Linked DNA regions of Manis pentadactyla: region 2 is linked to region 1. A link is a contact called in public Hi-C data. All regions are on one chromosome and are shown on one strand. Each heading gives the region's core, a stretch centred on a gene start, on an enhancer-like site or on the middle of the called end of the contact. The rest is flanking DNA. Distances are from core to core; before and after follow the strand shown.

What was found. A called contact is a pair of places that touch in the nucleus more often than the background predicts.
Region 2: a Hi-C map of skin fibroblasts shows a contact between it and region 1, with 7 times the contacts expected there. The contact joins the promoter of SLC16A11 here to the promoter of LOC118917898 in region 1. A contact is called at or near these places in 3 of 3 Hi-C or Micro-C datasets (blood, fibroblasts and skin fibroblasts).

The regions. Positions count from the first base shown.
Region 1 is chr4:136,165,886-136,169,800 of mManPen7.hap1, forward strand. LOC118917898 (asialoglycoprotein receptor 1) reads left to right here and starts at 2,288. Exons shown (of 10, transcript XM_036896237.2): 1 at 2,288-2,486; 2 at 2,739-2,828. The coding sequence starts at 2,762.
Region 2 is chr4:136,296,764-136,300,678 of mManPen7.hap1, forward strand. SLC16A11 (solute carrier family 16 member 11) reads left to right here and starts at 1,651. Exons shown (of 5, transcript XM_036896108.2): 1 at 1,651-1,920; 2 at 2,179-2,386; 3 at 2,649-2,792; 4 at 2,956-3,723; 5 at 3,810-3,915. The coding sequence starts at 2,185. SLC16A13 (solute carrier family 16 member 13) reads right to left here. Exons shown (of 5, transcript XM_036896109.2): 5 at 3,376-3,915.

The DNA.
Region 1 (3,915 bases), core at 1,038-3,537:
CAGTTAGGTTGCTTCCACATATTGGCTATTGTAAATAGTGAAACATGAGGTGCATATGTCTTTTTGAATCTGAGAAGTTGTATTCTTTGGGTAAATTCCAAGGAGTGGGATTCCCAGGTCAAATGGTATGTCTATTTTTAGTTTTTTGAGGAAACTTCATATTGCTTTCTACAATGGTTGAAGTAGCTTACATTCCCACCAGCAGTGTAAGAGGGTTCCCCTTTCTCTGTATCCACGCCAGCATTTTCAATGTTGGCCATCCTTACTGGTGTGAGGTGATATCTCATTGTGGTTTTAATTTGCATTTCCCTGATGATTAGCGATGTGGAGCATCTTTTCATGTGCTTATTGGCCATCTGAATTTCTTCTTTGGACAAGTGTTTGTTCATATCCTCTGCCCATGTTTTTAATCAGGTTATTTGCTTTTTGGATGTTGAGGTGTGTGAGTTCTTTATATATTTTGGATGTTAACCCCTTGTTGGATATGTCATTTACAAATATATTCTTCCATACCGTAGGATGCCTTTTTGTTCTGCTGATGATGTCCTTTGCTGTACAGAAGCTTTTAAGCTTGTTGTAGTCCCATTTGTTCATTTTTACTTTTGTTTCCCTCAAGATATATATTCCTAAAGGAATAAATGCAAAGGGTGGACGACTTTTCAGAGTGCATAAATCTACCACTATTGTGGCATATTTTGTTTTTAGCTGCTTTTGTAGTTTCTCAGGATTTTCTGGTAGTTTACAGGGGACTTGCTTGGAAATTAGTGGCTCAGTGTATCATTCTTGTTTGGCCTTCTTCACCCCTGACTCCTATTCTAAAGTTATTGGCTTTGGAAGGTGTTTTACAGCTGTGGTCCAAATACTGATCCCTAATCAGTGGGTTTGGGGTATGTGGTTATAGGTAGAAATCAGATTGCAAGAACATCTTATTCCAGTATAACATGCAAACACAAAGATGCACAGATCATAAGTGTCCAGCTTGCTGCTGTTTAACAAACCAAACACAGCATCCAACTCAAGAAACTGATCATTTCCATTACCCAAGAAGTCCCCCTGCCCACCCCTCTTCCAACTACTTCTATGCTGACAAAAACAGTGTGGGTTTGTTTGCCTGAATGAACCAGAGTGTAAGTGATAACATAAGAGAATGCTGAATTAACAGCCCAATAGTCACCAAAATTATTGGCCACAGTCCCAGGGCATGCAAACAACAGGGACTTTTCCAGACACAGATTAATGAAGGCGCGCACATGCTTTCACACTTTATGCGAGGGACATGATCCTGAATATCTCACATAATGTAAAACTCTCATAACCCTAGTCTGGTTTTCTCATTGGAAGAGCCGCACAAGGGCTTGCACAATTGCATATTTGGGGCCTAAAGTGAGACTTATTAACATCTTAATATTGTTCAATTTCTAATTCTAATTCTAATTCTAATTATAATTCTAATTCTAATTCTAATAATTCTAATTTTAATTCGAATTCTAATTCATATACTCCTCTCTGAAACTGCCACAGGGGCTGTGAGGGACTGCATTTTAGCATCTCTGGGACCCCAGGGCCCTGCCATGGTGACAGGATGGGAATGGGTTCTGGGGACAGCACACAGGTCCTGGAGTCAGGCTGCCCACGTTCTAGTCCTCCCTCTGCTGCTTCCTTCCTGGATAAGTGCTTACCTTTCAGGGTCTCAGCTTCCTCATCCACAGTCAGGATGTGCTCTGAGGGTAGTAAGAGAAGTTAATGAATGAAAAGCTCCAAGCATACAGTAGGAGCCAGTGGAAGCTTGTTGGCATTGATCCCAGCTGAGGTGGGAAACGCCTGCTCCCCTGTCTCTCTCCCCACTGCCCCCCATGCTGTTTGCAAGACTTTATCCCCAGGAGAGTGAGCCAGTGAGCCTCGAGCTGGGACTCCTGAGCCCCCACAGGAAGCTGGGGCCTAGCCTCAGATGCCAGGGTCACAGACCTGGATTGGGCAAGAGCAGAGAATGGGTCCCTCTGATCATGGTCAGGGATGTTTGGAAATACAAACAGTTCTGAGAAATTGAGTGGTAGGAAGTCAAAGGAGGGAGGCAGAGAGAAAACAGCAATCTGTGTCCCTGGCCCCTCCTGGTCCTGGCCCTTCTCCCAAATCATGCAATGAAGAGTGAGGTGACTGGCATGTGGGGCAAGGGGGCAGACAGGGAGGCCCCTCCCTGGGGAGGAAAGCCGAGGCAACCCGTCCCCCAACATTCACTGAGTTCCTAATCCATTCCACCTCTGTTTACTGTCCAAAGTCCCAGGCCCTGGGGATGCCAGTTTCAGCATGCTCAGACACACAGACACACAGAACACAGGGCTCAGGGCCCGTGTGTGGACCCTGCCCCCTCCCCTCCCACCATCCAGGGCTGTCCACGCACCCCAATTCTCTAGGCTTCAGCCCCTTTCTTAGTCTGGGATCTGCACAGCATTGAGGGACCCAGGAGTCAACCTCCAGACCTTCAGCAAGTAAAAGGGGAAGAAAGGCAAGAGGGACTGGCTGGGAAGTGGGGTGGAGGAGGGAATGGTGGGGACTGTCAGGAGGGGTGGGGGCTGGGTGGGAGACCTTCAGAGGATGAATTTTTGGATGTCAGGACTGGGAGAGAATAGGAGAAAGAAGAAAGGTCTCCATGTAGCCATGGATCACTTAGAAAGGGACTGGATCCCATACCCCAGCTCCATTCAGCTCCAACCTCAGCCCTAACCCCAGCCTTGACCTAGTCCCAGGTCCAGTCAGCCCTACCATGACAACGGAATATCAAGACCTTCAGCATCTGGACAATGAGGAGAATGATCATCAGCTCAGAAGAGGTGAGGGGGCACGTCTCCCCATTTCCAAGAGGGCAGCATTTGGTAGCCCCCTCACCTCAGCTCCTGCTTCTTCCTGTGGCCTCTGGGTTGCCCCACTCCCAGGAACATGCTGTCTGAGCTGCCCCTCTTAGGAAGGTACAAGGTGTGGGGCTGGAGCTGGAGTCCTTTTGTGGTGATGGGGGTCTAAGGCTTCTGTGTGCCTCCTGACTCTTTCTGTGTCACCCATTTCTCAGGACCCTGGGGAGAGGGTGGACCCAGGGGCATGGGAGTGACTTGGAAGAAGTTAGTCCCCCTACTCCTTTTCTCTTCCCACACCTGGTGAGCTTTGCCGTGTGCGTGTGTGTGTGTGTGTGTGTGTGTGTGTGTGTGTGTATGGGGTGCCTGGGATCAGTTCATCATGGAGTTCGATTTCTGGGAAGAGGCGGAGGGATCTCTGATCCAAGGGAGGATGAGGTCCTCCTGCATCAAAAAAGCAGCCCCCCTTCTTTCTTGTGCTAGCATGGACGCTTGGGCTCAGTGAGAAGGTTCTTGAGGAATGGGAACGGGCAGTGACTTTTTACAGGGAAGGGGCTTCATGGGAGAAGAGAATTGAGGGGAGGCCCCCACATTCCGTCTCATACCCTCAGGGCTCCCCAGCAGGGAGCAACTTGAGGGACCTGAAGTGAAGTCTGGCTACTCAGCCTTCTCTCCTTGCGCTCAGCCAAAGAGGAGTGGGATGCATGGGGAGAGGAAGAAACCCCCCTTCTCCCCACCTTCAGGGGCAGTGACTTCCCCCCCAACTGACCCTCCCCCTCTGGTCTCCTCAAGCCCACAAACTCTTGAGGAGTTGGTGAAGCTCCTCAAGCTCTGACGAGCTCCACCAGTTGCAGTGACACAGTTAGGCCACTAGGTGTCAGCAAAGGCTCAGAGCGGGTGAGACTAGGGCTAGTCAAAGCTTGGTACCCATCCCCACCCCGATTCCCTTCACTGCCAGTTGCCTTTGGCCCCTCCGGGTCACCCATTGCCCAGATTTCTTAATCTATATGGTTCCTCCTAGACCATTAGAGGAGACTTAGCCTGTTCTCCCAGGACCCGAGGGCTGCCCCAG
Region 2 (3,915 bases), core at 401-2,900, 130 kb after region 1:
ATATTAGCAACATGAGCAAAGATGTATAATGATGGTCATTTTGGTGAACAATATAGGGAATGTGAGGTAGAAAAGGAGTGTGCTTTTTCACAACCAATCACTCCAGTCCCAGGCTGTGGGATGCCCTCCGGGTTCCAAAGTATCTGTCAACGTGCTCAGCATCACTTTGTACAACTTCAAGACCCAGAGGGCCCTGTCGCCTCTTTGGCTGCCATGCATTTTAAATTCTTTTTACTGCATTTCACTTTACTTTTACATGATTTGTTTCCATTGGCTTCCTTCATCTTGAAGCAGAATCCTCCCCAGTCAACTCAGGAAGTGGGGGCTCTCCCTTCCCTCCTGGGTACCTTTCACAACAGCATCTCAGGTTAGGGATCCTGCTGAGACCAATTTCCTAGGGTGTACATGGCAGGACCTTCACCCTTCATTGACTCCTGTACCACATCGATGTTTCAAGCAGAGGGCATGACATATGCAAAAATTCAGGAGTGAGAAAAAAGCTAGACTTGTTCATGGAGCAGCTGAGATGCTACTTAATGAATGATGGAAAGGTGTACAAGAGGGGAAGAAGATGGAATGGGAAGGTAGTCTGAGTCTACTTTTGATTGTGAAAGGCCTTATCTTCAAAGTAGAGACATTGGATTTTTTTTACTCCTATAGGCAATGAAGAGCAATTTGCAGACACTTTCTTAATGATTAGGAAATACTGCCATCATGTGGCTGTCAGATGATGCACGCTCCAAACTGTAAATGGCCCAGTTTTCTGATGTTTAGCAATGAAACCAAAGAACATATCTCGATTCAAATAGCTGCAGTGACCCAGTTGTAACCTTAATCCTAATGTTAAAAAGATTAAAAGAATATTCTTAATAAAGTTTTTCAAGAAATCAACACCTGAATTCAATTCTCAAATTTCTTACTTTGTTTTAAAAATTTTAGTCTAAATCTTCAGGGTTCTGACCACAGGATGCATTCTATTTCCATGAACCCCTATCTTAGAATCATAAACTCCCTGGCCCCGCAAAGGTGTACCATTTCCAGGCCAGTTTAGCTTCAAACTGTCTTCACACCATTTCCCGCCACTGGCGGATTCTATTTCAGTCCTAGGTCTGTTTTCCTTGTATGGTCCTTGAGTTGGACAGATGTAAATTCAAGTATTTCCACCATTTTTAGCTGGGTAATTTTGGGCAAGTCACCTAATCTTTCTAAGCTTCAGTCACTTCATCTGTAAAAGATGACACCTTCTTCACAGGGTTATTGTGAGATTGCAAAGATGAGCGTAAAGAGTGCCTGTCATAGCTCCTGTAATAATAATAATATTCCTTCCCCTCCAACCCTGAGGCCGTATTATTGTTGAGCGCGGAAGCAGCACTCACTCAGTGTGGATCTGTGATTTGACATCCGATATTCCTGGTCCTCCAGCAACGTTTTCTGATAATAAAATGAATCATCCTCTCAGGTCTTGCGGGGACCACCCCTATTTCTGTGCGTTGCGTACAGACCTTAGGCTTGCTGGGGTTTGCAATCCACTCGTCTGCCCCGTGCGCAGCAGGTGGCAGGTGCGTGGGCGTGAGCGGGGCGGGGCGGCATTCATTCCTCCCCGCTCTCTTCTGATGTGCGTGCGTGCGTGTGTGTATATATATATATATATAATTCAATCCCCGTGGGACTCAGCTTCTGGCCTCACCCGTAGCTCAGCAGATTGGCTGATTGTCTCAGCTCGCCCCCGCCTTCCAAAGCCCCAGTGTCCCAGGTGGCTCAGGCCCCCTGTGGTGATCTCTGTTTACCGAGAGAGCCCGTAAGTTGGGCTCCATCTCTGCTCTGGCTCCCCTCTGGGGCCCCGCCCGCCTAGGAATCGGGGAGAAACCGGGCCAAGCCAGTCCTCGCCCTTTCCTTCCCCGCAGCGACCGGGGAGGTCGGGTAAGGGGTAAGGGGTGCGTGTGGGAAAGGGAGTCCCGGGGCTGGGGGATCGGCGGTCACTCCGTCCCGGTACCTCGCGCGGACCCAGGAATTCTATCCCTAGGCCTAGCTCCCGCTCCCCCCGCCCCCTCCTTATCGTGCTCAGGGTGACGAGCCCACCCTGGGTAAGCATCCAGAAGCTGGGTCTCAGGGATGCCCATGTCCGTGGAGGAGGCACAGATTCTGAGACTTTATTCACACGTGTTCCTCCTCCCCCAGACGGCGATGACCCCTAAGCCGGCCGGACCCCCGGACGGGGGCTGGGGCTGGGTGGTGGCAGCCGCAGCCTTCGCGGTGAATGGGCTCTCCTACGGGCTGTTACGTTCCCTGGGCCTTGTCCTCCCTGACCTCGCGGAGCATTTTGACCGAAGCGCTCAGGATACTGCGTGGGTCAGCGCTCTGGCCCTGGCCGTGCAGCAGGCAGCCAGTGAGGGGAGGGCCCCGTTGTGGGAGGCGGGAACGGGGGTGGAGGGGCCGTGGGTGTCATCGTGGGGGACCCGTCTAATTACCAGGCAATCTGAAGGGCGACCGGTAGAACCAACTTCTAGAAAAGAATGGGTCCTGGGGTCAAGGGGAGGAGCTATTAGGCTGGAGGAGGAGCTTTAGACCAGGCAAACGGCCAATGAGAAATGTTGGAGCGAGTTTGGCGGCCCAGGGGCGTGTCTCCCGTTGACTCCGCCCCCTTCTAGGCCCAGTGGGCAGTGCCCTGAGCACCCGCTGGGGAGCGCGCCCCGTGGTGATGGTTGGGGGCGTCCTCACCTCGCTCGGCTTCGTCTTCTCCGCTTTCGCCCGCAGTCAGCTGCACCTCTACCTTGGCTTGGGCGTTTTCGCCGGTGAGAGGAGAGGGATACCTGGGTCCTTAGGGGTGATGGTGGACACCGGAGATTTTTGATGACTGGAGGCCAACGGGGCGGGGGCCTCCTGCAAGGAGCAGGGCTGGGATTGCTGGGGTAGGCATCCCAGGTCCCCGTCCTCACCCGTCATATCCATTCGCAGGCTCCGGCTGGGCCTTGGTGTTCGCCCCTGCCCTCGGGACCCTCTCCCGTTACTTCTCCCGCCGTCGAGTCTTGGCGGTGGGGCTGGCACTCACGGGCAATGGGGCCTCCTCACTGCTCCTGGCGCCCACCTTGCAGCTCCTCCTTGATACTTTCGGCTGGCGGGGCGCCCTGCTTCTCCTTGGCGCCATTACCCTCCACCTCACCCCCTGTGGTGCCCTGCTGCGACCTCTGGCGCTCCCTGGAGACACCCCTTCCCCACCCCGCGGGCCCCTAGCTGCCCTAGGCCTGGATCTCTTCAAACGCCGGGCCTTCTTAGTTTTTGCTCTGGGAACCGCCCTAGTGGGGGGCGGGTACTTCGTCCCCTACGTGCACTTGGCCCCTCATGCTTTAGACCGGGGCCTGGGTGGGTATGGGGCAGCGCTGGTGGTGGCAGTGGCCGCAGTGGGGGATGCGGGCGCCCGGCTGGTCTGCGGGTGGCTGGCAGACCAGGGCTGGGCGCCCCTCCCGCGGCTGCTGATGGTTTTTGCGGCTCTGACCGGGTTGGGGCTGCTGGCAGTGGGACTGGTGCCTGTAGTGGGGAGTGAGGAGGGCTGGGAGGGGGCCCTGCTAGCCGCGGCTGGAGCCTATGGGCTGAGCGCAGGAAGTTACGCCCCACTGGTTTTCGGTGTGCTCCCAGGGCTAGTGGGCATCGGAGGTGTTGTACAGGCCACAGGGCTGGTGATGATGCTGATGAGCCTCGGGGGGCTTCTGGGCCCTCCCCTGTCAGGTAAGGCCTAAGCCTGCAGATTCACTAGCAACCATCCTCTGCCCCTGGGGTTTGAGGCCTCTAAATTCCTTGTCCCTTCCTCTTAGGGTTCCTAAGGGATGAGACAGGAGACTTCACTGCCTCCTTCCTCGTGTGCGGCTCTTTCATCCTCTTGGGCAGCTTCATCTACATGGGGCTGCCCCGGGCACTGCC